3 separate regions of the Zea mays genome follow, and regions 1 and 3 are each linked to region 2. Evidence: chromatin contacts called from public Hi-C data. All regions are on one chromosome and are shown on one strand. The core of a region is the stretch at or near the end of the contact, and the rest is flanking DNA. Distances in the headings are between cores, read along the strand shown. Region 1 holds the start of LOC100304411 (putative protein of unknown function (DUF640) domain family protein). Region 2 holds the start of LOC103643454. Region 3 has its middle 29 kb from the start of LOC100282510.

What was found. Hi-C and Micro-C count contacts between places; a contact is called where the count stands out from the background.
Region 1: a contact with region 2 is called in a Hi-C map of bundle sheath, with 5 times the contacts expected there. The contact joins the promoter of LOC100304411 here to the promoter of LOC103643454 in region 2. A contact is called at or near these places in 10 of 25 Hi-C or Micro-C datasets (bundle sheath, ear, leaf and 3 more).
Region 3: a contact with region 2 is called in a Hi-C map of endosperm, with 1.6 times the contacts expected there. The contact joins the enhancer-like site here to the promoter of LOC103643454 in region 2. A contact is called at or near these places in 4 of 25 Hi-C or Micro-C datasets (ear, endosperm, leaf and 1 more).

What each region holds. Positions count from the first base shown.
Region 1 is chr1:237,101,584-237,105,459 of Zm-B73-REFERENCE-NAM-5.0, reverse strand. It overlaps LOC100304411 (putative protein of unknown function (DUF640) domain family protein), which reads right to left and starts at 1,877. Exons shown (of 1, transcript NM_001165847.1): 1 at 537-1,877. The coding sequence starts at 1,444. The coding sequence ends at 803.
Region 2 is chr1:236,867,448-236,871,306 of Zm-B73-REFERENCE-NAM-5.0, reverse strand. It overlaps LOC103643454, which reads right to left and starts at 2,492. Exons shown (of 1, transcript XM_008666642.3): 1 at 35-2,492. The coding sequence starts at 1,932. The coding sequence ends at 610. LOC100277602 (MATH domain containing protein) reads right to left here. Exons shown (of 7, transcript NM_001151115.1): 6 at 3,822-3,859; 7 at 3,366-3,701. The coding sequence ends at 3,553.
Region 3 is chr1:236,625,153-236,629,371 of Zm-B73-REFERENCE-NAM-5.0, reverse strand. It overlaps the pseudogene LOC100274809. Among protein-coding and RNA genes, the nearest start is that of LOC100282510, 29 kb to the right of the region's middle. Within about 2 kb of position 2,026, at least 18 of the 20 cell types and tissues checked have an H3K27ac peak or open chromatin away from gene starts, as enhancers often do. A contact at or near this core is called in ear, endosperm, leaf and 1 more, where this site is marked.

The DNA.
Region 1 (3,876 bases), core at 628-3,127, 230 kb before region 2:
AGAAGGACAAGAATTGCCATTAAAAGAAACGGAAAAGAGCCCCAAAAGAGTGTAGCAGTCCGCAATAGCAGCCGCGCCAGCAGTAGACTGGCACAGACGCCGGAACTCACCACACGCAATCGCCCGGCGCAGTCCATGGCCCTTCGAACCAACCCACTCATCATCTCCATCCCTGGCCCGCAGCAACAGCACGTTGATTCCCGGCCGCGAGGACGACAGAAACTGACATGACTCACCCCATCACACCACCACCGAGAGACCCCAAGAACAAGAATGAGAACATCCGTGATCTCAACTCTTCCAAAAGTCAAAGAGCACGCAGCTGGTAGATCAGCAGCAAGCTAGAAACTAAACAAGAGGGTTAATATCTGTCCTCCTCCTATGTAGAGATGTAGCCGGCTGGCTGATTAAAATCTCGAGTTAAGTAATAAAGTAGCAGCAAATAGTAGTCACCAGTTAAGCTAGAAAATGATCAGATCGACAACTGATCTAATTAGGAAGCAGTAGTAGTTCCAGTAGCAATACCAGCAGCAAATCATATGAAAGAGCAACCGGCTAAGTAATTTGTAGCAGCAGCAGGGGGTTTGTCTTTGTACTAGTAGTGGCAGCGCGCTAAACTATAACTACAGATCGATCGATCGATCGATAGATATACAGTAGCAAGAAGCCAATAACTATAGATAGATAGATGGGTACTCCATATATAGTAGTCGGTGACAGGAGCTTCAGCTAGCTAGAGAGATCGACCAGTAGTGCATGTGGTACAGTGGTAGTAGTAGCATACATGGGGCCGGCCGGCTAGTCAAGCCGCTGCGCCGGGCGGTGGTGGCGGCGGCATCTGGTGCTCGTAGTGGTGTCCGTTGCCGTCGTGGGAGGAGGAGATGACGGCGGCAGGGACGGGGTGCGGCGGGGCCTTCTTTCGCTTCTTCTTCTTCTCGTAGCTGACGCCCCTGGCGCGGGACTGATGGTCGCGGACCTCGCGGAGGTACAGTCTGACGGCGCGCGCGCCGAAGGGGTTGTTCTCGGGCCGCCCGCCGTTCTCCTCGTAGGCGGCGCGCAGCCTGCCGACGAGCGCGTCGAGGCTGCCCCACGCCTGGCGGAGCGGGCACGGGCAGGGCGCCGGCGGCGCCGGGTGGCCGAAGAAAGGGCAGGCGGCGGTGTGCACCTTGGTCTTGCCGAACTGGTCGAGGTAGCGCAGGAACTCGAGCACGTGCGCGCCGCTGCAGCGCGCAAGGGACAGCGGCGGGCGGTGGTTCCTCAGGTACTGCCCGAACGTGTTCCAGTCCCGGCGCTTCTGCGACTCGTACCGGCTCGGCGACGCCAGCGCCGACACCGTGCCTGCGGACGATGCCCCCGGCGACAGCGCCCCGGACGCCAAGCTTCCGCTGCCGCCGCCGCCGCCGTTGTCCGAGTGCGGGCTGTCCAGCTGCGGCACCAGGTCCATCTGACAAGCAATCAAGAGACGACCATCAGCAAGAAGAGCAGCTAGGGCGGGCTTCGGACGGAGCAAGTGCCAACTGAGCTGAGCTGAGATCTATCTATTTCGGAGTCGGTGCCCGCGCGCGCGAACCGTGGTCCTGTGAGAGAGAAGAGAGAGCGCCGCACGCTGGGGCGGGCCGGGGCGCTATAAATAGTGTTCGCGACCACCACTCCACTACTACTGGTACAGCACACACTTGCCTCGCTTCGCTTCGCTTCACTTCAGTTGGCTCCCGCCCTCTTCTCCTCGCTCGAGAGCTAGGTAGCTAGCTCCGGCCAGACGGACAACCAGCCAGCCCGCGGCACCAAGCTGCTAGCGGCGCCTCCAAGATCACCGGAGCTGACGCCGCACAGATCGCTCTCGCTCACAGCATGCCTCGGCGCTGAGCTTGGCGAGAAGGGGAGGGGAGGAGCGGATGGAAGGGAGGGGGCGAGTATTAATTGGCGGCGAGATTGGAGAAGGGGAGGGGCTGTGGCACAGTGCAGGACTGCAGGTGAATGCGTGAGATGGAGGAGACAGTATGCAGTGAAAGGTGATGTGACGGGAGAAAAAGAAGGTTTTTTTGCGATGGTAGTAGGGGCGGTGACAAGTGAAATATCATTAGTACGGACTCGGTTTTTAAAATCTAGCCCCTCCACTCGCACGCGGCGCTGAGAACTGAAGATTATACTCTAAATAGAAAATAGCTCAAATCCAGCCAAATGAGTAAAACTTGGAGAATATAAACTTACAGTAGTTCACACTTTAGATAAGTTCTAAACACCCCTATAAGTCTATTTGATCTATCTAGAGAGGTTGGAAAGCTCAAGATTAGAGTTTCACTCTTTTAGAGCTAAGTTGAGCAAAAATCAGAATATTAGTTAGAGAATTCAAAACAGCCAAAATTCATAACTTAGACTAGTTGGCATGTCTCTATGTATAAGTCATAGGAACACCCTCATGTACAACCAAATCAACTTGAAGAAAATATGCCAAAGTTTGTAAAAGTCGCCTATAGAGGGGTGAATAGAAGAAACATGAAACTTATCACCAATTACAACAACTAGAACCCCAGTTAGGCGTTAGAACGAGAATTAGAACAATCGGAGTGAGGGAGAGATGTTCTTCTTGCTTAGAGTTGCTCAATTGATTGTGGAATTACTTTGGGAGCAACTCAGATGATATAGAATCAAACACCAACAAGAGAACTAAGAGAGAAGGGAGAGGAAGAAACAAATCACAATACAGTGTCAACACAAAGAATACGGGCGATTTGTTTCCCGAGGTTCAGTTTTGTAAAACCTACTACCTGTTGAAGAGTCCACTAATGACGGATCTCTTTTCCCCTTTTTCCCTCTCTCAAACGGTCACTTAGACCGGTTGAGTGTTTCTTCTTGATGTCAAAGGACACTAAGTCCCACAAGGATCACCACAAAATTTGGTGTCTCTTGCTAGTTTTACAAAGTGTGAGAATGGGGATGGGAACGAGATTGAAACCCAAGAACACAAGAACCAAATGCAACAAGCTCAAATGAAACACTCCACAAGGCACTACCATTTCTCTAGCCCAATCTTGGTGAATTTGGCACTTGGGAGGAATTGGGAGGCTTGGAGTTGTTGCAAGTATTAAATACAAGTTTGTTGAAGCTCTTGTGTGTCTTGAATGTTGGTGGAGGGGGTATTTATGGCCCCAACCACTTCATAGGGCCATTGTGAAAAAGCAACCAAATCTGCACTTTACCATCCACCTACAGTGTCGGTCCAGTGCATCACCGGGCCGCATGATAGCTGTTGTAGTAGGTTACTGTTCTAACTATTCAGTTGCATAGTAACTGGTCTGGTGGCACTTTGGACCTGCCAGGTCAGCAAATGATCGTTGAAATCGGAAGAGAGTCATTGGATGCTGAAGGTATGGTATGCCACCAGACCGGTCCGGTCCTCCGCTGCTCAGATGTCCATTTGCAGTCCTCTCTGCATAAACGGTCCGGTGCGCCACCAGATCGGTCTAGATAGCCAACTGCCATTTGACAAGTTTTAGCCTTCTCTACGTAAGAGGTCCAGTGCACACCGGACCAGTCCGATGCTCCCAGACTCGGACCGTTTTTTAACAAACTTGTCTATTTTTTCTTCAATTTGATTTGGCTAAATTTGAGGGCGTTCCTAAGACTTAGATAAACATATCTAGCGGTAATCTAACTAGTGTAAGTTAGGGAACTTGGATAATCCCGATTTCTCTAACTCATATTCTTGTTTCTGCTCAATCTAGCTCCAAAATAGTGTTTTGTTGAATCTGATTTTTTTCAACCCTTCTAGATGTGTCAATTAGGTTCCTAGGAGTAATTAGAACTTATCCAAAGTATAGAACTATTGCTAGTTCATATATTTCAAGTTTTACCTCTATTTGGTCCGGTTTGAGC
Region 2 (3,859 bases), core at 1,243-3,742:
CATGAAACCATTTACTGGTCCAGGACTTTGCCCATAAATAAAACGCCAGAGATATTATGCTCATGTATTATACATCAATCAGATAAAAGTAATCATTATATAGAGCAATTCATTCATGGGCCAACCACGTCTAAAGAGGGTTATGAGATGGGATTTGGGAGGTTTTTACAAACAGAAGGGTGGATATCAACAAACTATACCCATGATTGGATGTACATCACGTGTTTTGATCTAAAGTATTACCCAGATAAATTTTGCAGGCAGAACACAGGTATATAAACTTCATGTTGCACCTATTACCAGGCATCTTGCTTCTAACCTTCCATGGAAAAGGGGAACCAAACAGCCTTTCTTTGTATGCCATGTGATGTGAGTATGTGGCTATAAGCAGATTACCCATCCGAGATAAAAACTGTACATGCAACATTGTCAAGTTCTCTTTCGCTCATCCGAGTCATTTACCATCTTGGCAAGATTTATAAGATCAGGATAACTACAAAAAACCTCTACTTTGCCAAGACCAGCAGTTTTTCATCAATAAGCACTATGGGCCATGAATATACTTCTCTTCAAGTAATGATGATCCAAGTGGCAATCGACAACTGGACACTACCTAAATCCATCAAGAGCAGCTGCAACATCCTCCAGTCCAAACTGACGACCACCCATCCTCACCTCCTTACTCCTTGCTGCAAAGTAGAACAGCAGCCATACCACCATGAAGTAGACCTGCGCAATTGAATGCAGAAATCCACCAAAAACATTTCCGCCGAATGTCACCATGATGAGCCGCCCCATGCTGCCACACACAACTGTTTCCCAGCACTTGAGAAATGTGGCATCAGTTGCCATCAGAGACACAAGATAGCACCCTTCCTTCACAGCATTGTGCCCAGGCGGCCGTGGATCACGGTCCATGACAACCACCCAAGGCACCACAGTGAACAAAACTGACACCACTGCATCAAGAACAGCCCAGGCAACAAAGAAACCATCGAGCTCTGGGCCTGCAACGACTGCACCAAGCCACGGGTTAACGGATGTGGAGAATGGCATCAGTTTGGCGACCACAAAGAGCCTGAACAGCTGGGCCTGATCGTGCACATCCGCAAAGAACCAGAGGCAGAGCATCTGCACAACGGCGTCCCGCGTGGCCCACCGCAGGAACGTGAACCCTGTGAGTCTCTTAGCGCCCCTCGCAGCACAGGTGAGGAGGAACACTAGACGCCGCCCAGGTACGTGGTGCCCCGCCACGGACGCAAACACTGCGCCCAGCGCGGCGGAGTGCACGGCGATGTAGCCAAGGATCGCGAAGATATGTGCGGAGGAGAGCAGCGCGAGGAGGTTGACGATGGCCGCTGCGTCGCGCCTGGTCAGGGCAAGAAAACCGAATTCTCTGCCCAGCGGCGAGGCGGGCTTCGGAGGCGCCGTCTCATTGTAGACGGCAAGGAAGAAGGGGGAAGCGGAGGCCGGGAGCGGGTTGGGGAGCGGCAACGGATAGGGTTTGGGCGCGGCGGAGTAGGAGGTGACTAGCACATGGTAGTAGGAGGCGTTGCGGCGGCGGGAGGGGGCTGAGGCAGCGGGATCAAGGGGGCTGACTAGGATATCGTCGTCGGAGAGGGAGGACGAGGGGGAGGTGAACGGCGAGCGGCGCCGTGGGAGGTGGTGCGGGGGAGGCGGCGGCGACGGCGTGTTGGGAGGGGAGAGGCGGGCGAGAAGGGAGCGGAGGGCCGGGTCACGGTCCGCGAAGGAGGCGAGGCGGAGCGTGCCGGCCAGGAGAGCGGAGCGGAAGAGAAGGAGGAGGAGCGCTGCGAGGAGGAGTGGCGGGAGGGATGCTGGGTGAAGGAGATGCCCCGCCGCGCGGCGCAGGATGCGGCCGCCCGTGCGCGCGTCCAGGCTCGCCGGCGGTGGGTGCGGTGCGGCGGCAGGCATGACGCGGCGTACCGTGGATCGGCGTTCAGCTAGGTGAGCGAACGGGGAATTCGGGACGGAGGTTGACGCGCATGACGAAGTGGACTGGAAACGTGGGTTTGGGCTTGATGTTGGGCTTGGTGTGGGCTCTAGTTGGGCTAAATGCTAGGATGAGACCTGAGGTAACTTTTTTCCTTTTTATATGTAAAAACATTAAAATTTGAATTTTAGACTTCAACTTCTAAATTTTAGAGTCATTGGCCGTCCGGTGAGAGCAAGTAACCTATTACATGGACCTCAAGGAGGGTTGTTGCGGCCTTGGGTACAACGTTGGATATTGTCAGTGGTGAGAATCACGATCCTCTTGAAAAAAAAAGTATCTCATAAAATCACTTTTTTTCTCAAATTTCACGGTAGCAAGCGAATTCGGTTGTGGCTAGTAAGGGGTTAATTTTTTTACCACATCAGCAAAAAAAAACTTGGCCTAACCAGATTGGAGATGTGAGACAACTTGTCCATGAAGTTTCATCTTCCAATAATTAAGTGTTCCATTCTTGAAACCAATGAGGACCTCCGTTACTCTAGAGATGGAATGAAGTAGACTTTGAAGGAAGAACAAACAAAAGAACACAGCTTGGCGATATGAAAACCAAAACACTCAAGTAGCGAGAAGAACAACTTCAAAATCCTTCGTAGAACCACCAATGGTGGCTTGAAGGATGAGAAACTAAGTTGGGACATAGCTTAACCTGTAATAGCAACCAAAAGACACAACTGAGAAAAAGCCAACCTCGGGAGAAGCAAGATGGGACACCGAATAACATAACTTACTTTTGATCACAGCTAGGAGTCTAGGAGCAAGAGAGGAACTCTCAGTCTTTATGTCCAACAACTAGAAGCAAGCATCATGCAACTTTCTCTACCACTACTCAGCTTCATGAGAAGGTTAGGCAGAAGTTTTCATCATGGCCTTCGACACTAGCTAGGTCACAGCCATCGACGGGGAAGAGAGGGGCGCTAGGGATGAGAAGGCCGCCGCCAAAGCACAGGTAAGGCCGTAAGGGCAGAACACAAACTCAACGCGGGGACTTTATGGATCTTTCCACTCAATTCCTCACTATAGTGTTTGGTTCTGAGCCAGTTGAGATGAAGTGGGTAGATTTTATGTAGCCGGATGGTTCACCATTTGATTATAATTTTCTTTTTTTTTAGAATCACTCTGTTCCAAATGGAACCAATCCAAATAACAACAAATTATGAATAAAGTGGCTCTATCCCACCATACTCTAAAACCAAACACTACCTACTCCAAAACCAAGCACTACCTATGATCCACTCTACACACCGGGTAAATGACACAATACCACTAAATCACTTACGTTTTTGTGCATGCTTCACATAAAATAGTTACTGGTATATTATACCCTAAAAGTATAGTAGTCAAATCCTTTTTGTTACCCCCTAAAGCAAGGGTGTTAGGAGGGATTAAGGGGATTAAATTTCCTAACAGTCAAAATTCTCCTCAATCCTCTCCAATCCTTCCTAATCACTATGATTTAGGGATGAAACAGATAAGGTCTAACGCTGCACAATTCCATTATTGGCTCGGCACACGCACAAAAGTAGAGAGTCGTATGATCCCTAATTCATCTTGGACGATCCAAGAATGGCAACATCTGCCTCGATTAAGCAGCTGCCCTTCACAAGGTACCAGTCCTTCACAGACTTCGTCGCCATGAAATTTGACCATCCCCAGCCTTCGCCCTCCGTCGCTTGGAGCTGGCACCGGCCTGGACGCACGAATTTCCCAAATCCACACACAGCGGAATCGGGGAAACAACCACATAAACAATCGTATCGGTCCGAACATCTGGATCATGTTACATCAGGAGCAAGTACGAGTGACAAACCTGTCATTGTTTTGCGATTGCTGGTCACCTTGTCTTTG
Region 3 (4,219 bases), core at 777-3,276, 240 kb after region 2:
TAATAAAAACTAGGTTTTGATCTATTTTTCTGTCGACGCTTCACTGCTCAGTCCACTCTTCACCTGAGCCATTTGATTCTCTTCCCTAGCGCAAGCCCAGTTGTGGCTCACTCGCTTCTTCGATCATCGACTGACCAGTAAGTCGGTGACCTAACCCGCCTGCTGCAGCGCACCTTGCCTTCTCATCACTCATCAGCTCGTCGTCTCGTCAGGATCCTATAGACAATGTTGATATTTTGACTCCTAGTCCGCACCAGTAGATGGGCAAGTTGTTGGTGGGACCGTGGCGTCACCTGTCCCTCGCTGACTCATTAGAGTCCCATCGCGCCGTTGCAACACGACAATGGGTGTCGCTTGCCGTCACCGTCATCTATCGCTACCTTGCTTCCTGCACTCGCTCCTCCTAGCTGTCGTCGTCTCACCAACACCATCTCACGACAATTTCGATGACTCGCCAGAACGACGCGCCGATGCGGCTGCTCCGCCCTAGTGCCTCGTCCTCAGTCAGTGCACCTATTTTTTTTCTCTCTAGCTCTCCTTTTGGTAGCCAAAAAAGTTTTTTGGTATTCATATCATTTTGGAAACACTAGATATTATCATTAATCTATATTTATGGTCTAGTCTGGTGATTTGTCTCTTGCACTTTCGGCCCCACCTAGAATTTTGTTCTGCGTCCGCCACTGCCTCATGCAGTCCTCGCACATCTCATGAGTTTTTCCTGCACATGTTGTGTTACTTGTAGCTGTACTGACACTCTTGCTATACAGGATAAATATGTAGCCGCACTCTTGTACAGAATTGGTTGATGACTATAAAATTAGCAGTTCTAGAGCTATTTGTGTTTTCCTTGATTGGTAGCTCATGCCCTGTATTCCTGGATAGAAGAACTTTGTCAAGAACTGTACAATTCGTAGATGGCAAGCTGTCTGAACTTTTATCGTAGAGCAGTTCCATTTTATAGCATTGATCTGTGTTTTCGCACGAACACCTGTGTGTCATGTGTGGCATATTAGTTGTTTTAGTTTCTTTTTCCCTATAAATCTGTAATAGGTACCAACTCACCACGTATAGTGTTCTACACGACCTTTTAATTAGCTGGTGATTACTTCCTATTTTGTGGTATCTTATGCGCACAACGCTCTTTCTGAGGATCAAACCTTCTAATCACAATTAACAGTTGGGCTGTCCTAGTGATAATACCGCTGAAGGCGCTGTTTTCATATTCGTTGACAGTAGGTTTACATACGAGTGTCCAGTGAGTACATCTGCTGATGTGTTTGTTTAAGGGTTTTGTGGGCTTTCTATAAAGTTTGTTGGAAGCCATGTTAGGACCATTGATTGATCGGTAACCCCTTTGTTGATGAGTGCAATGTGTGAAAAGAAAATTGTTGCTCCTCGGTTCAATCCCTGGCAAAAAGAAGAAAAATGACAAGCGCTGTTGACTGTGTTGAGATCCCTAATTCATTCGTGCTTCATAGGTTGATTCTATAATGTCTTGTGATGTATATTTGTAATAATTGATGAACTCCATATTTGTGCGTTTTCTGTTTTTTAGAAGAAAAAAATATAATTGTTCTCATGTCATATAGTTTTTTGTGCAGCCATGCACTATTCAACACGGTAAGGGCTCGTTTGGTTGCATGATAAATTGGAGGTAAGAATCCTCTCCAAGTCCCACGCGACCAAACAAGCCCTAATGAATTTGTAGTGCGGCTGCTTAATTCACATGCGAGAGCCCACGGATTCATATACTTAGGGCTTGTTTGGATAATTTTGGATTGGAGTGGATTGAGGTGGTATAAGGTGTATTGAAGTGTAATATAAACTAATTTCCCTTTCAATCCCTAAAATACACTTCAATCCACTTCAATCTCTCTTTATCCAAACAAGGCCCTTTGCTTACTTGTCTGGTGGGCAACGCTTGCTGTGATGGCCATTTAATAGAGTAGGATCAGCCCGTGGAGTCGAAACGGATCAGAGGTGGATCGGATAGAGCTGAATAAAATCAGTATGGGTTAGAGTGGTATTGGGCTCAGTCCCAAATAGCCGATACGGTTGGAGTGGGGTTGGGGGTTGGATCCTGACCCATTATCAGGCCTTATAACTGTCTTATCTTTTAGATACATAACCACACATTATTATATATTTTTTGTAATATCTAACTAACTACAGATCTATGATTGTACTGTGTGGTACACAGCTCTTACTAATAGGAACAATTTTCTGTATATCCTGGTGCACCATCAAGTATTCAGCGATAGCAATTAAAGCATGGGAAAATGAAGTGCCACATGCCATTCCATACCTTTCTGTTTTGCTCCTGTTCAAGGGTCAGAATGTGTGTCTGCTTTCGATGAGCAGAGTTTAGGAGTCCCCTGTATCTGGAAAAGGAATACGTGTTCTCTTCTTCATAAAACCGTCAATGGCACAGGCTGGCTGATGGCGCTAAGAATTTACTCTGAGCTATCAGCATCAGCCACCGCTCTCACGTCGGTGACTGGAGTTTGCAATCTCTACTACTTATTAAGTAAGCAATAGTAGTCTGCCTCTGACGTGTTCTGCCGTTCTGCCGTCTACGTGTTCTGCCATCTACGTGCGCCCCCAGGGCCAGCAAAAATTTACACGTACTCACGAGTTGAATCTAGATAGTTCAGCCACTAAACACATAACAACAGAGTTCTTATTGTTGCGTCCGAGCCAACGCTTATAAGCCGCTCTATGTCTCCTTTACTAGCCAGTATGGTACTAATTTTTTTTTGCAAGACACAACACCACAGCAGTACCGGCGCTCTGGGCTGAAATTTTGGTGCGGCCCATACGTTTGGGGCGGCCCATACTCCACCGCAGCAGTCTTCTTCCGCACGACGTCGCGCCCAACCGCTCGGTCAGCTCGTGGAGAGCCCGGAGGAGAGTTCCACTACGCAATTCGCTACCTCGGCTTCGACATCGGCGACGTGCAGAGCCCGGAGGACATCGTCGCCGCGGAACGGCTCGTTTTTTCCCGGTGTCGGCGCCTTCGGCTCCGCCATGGACGTCCTCAACAGGACGGGCATGGCCGACGCACTCCGTGAGTACATCCAAAGGGACCGCCCCTTCCTAGGCATCTGCCTCGGTCTCCATTCTCTCCACTCGCTCCCCACACCTCTCTCTCGCCTCCATTCTCTCCACTCGCTCCCCAGTCCCCACTCCTCTCTCTCGCCCTCTTCCTCCTCGAGATCTTGCCCCACCTTCCGCATGAGTCTTGTGTGTTTAGCACGCGTCATCGCCGGTATCGGAGAAGTTGCCGTCGTCGCAGCAGTCCTTGGGAGAAGAAACTGACGCCTGCACCGCCCTGGATCCACGTTCTTCTTCCCTGTCCAGCCGGCGGTTGTGGCGCCCCCTGGCTCCTCTCTTCTTCCCCGTCCAGCCAATGGTAACGCCCCCCTTCGCGTCTCAATGCATGCGCAGGGATGGCTCGGTCCGTGCTCCACCGTGTTGCGTCGGCGGCGCCGCCAGATCCCCTCGCTGTGGCCAACACGATGTGGTCCGTGCTCGTGTTTGTCCCGGTAGCGGGAGGTGGAGTTCAATCCTGCATTGGGCCCCAGCCCCGTCCCCCTCCCTCGGCGCCCAGATCCCACACCCTACCTTGGCATTCGTAAGTTCTAGCGCGCGCTTCTCAGAGAGCTCGCGGAATTGGCGCATGAAGCGCCCGTGCTCCCCACTGATGGCCTCCCAGACGACTTTGACTGGAGGGACCACATCGTCGTCGGGCCCATCAAGAACTAGGTCGTTTTCTGCCAAATCTGGTGACCATGGATCCAAAGATCGGAGTCGTTCCTTTCACATCGATCTATTTGCTCTTTTCTCCTGAAATTCTTTTCTAGGGCTGCTGTTTAGGGTTCGTGTGGATCCTGCTGGTCGTTCAGCGCGTTGGGAGTGCTGGAGGGTGCGCACTACCTCACAACTGGCAAGTTGGAGGTGCTTTCGGAGCAGGAGTTCGTCAACTGCGACCACGAGGTGAAGTGTCCTTTCCTTTCCCTCCCTCCCTCATGTGTGTAGCTTTCCGTGTGTTGATTCAAGATTTGCATCTCAAGTAGGGTCAGTGCACAAAACGTTTGTGTTGGCTTATAGCTGCTTAGCAATAGTTTTGAATTAGCTGATCGAGTTTGACCTTGGAAGCTATGTGATCTGCTGTGCTGACCGATTCTATTTTAACTTGCTTCGTTCACTTCAGGTTCAC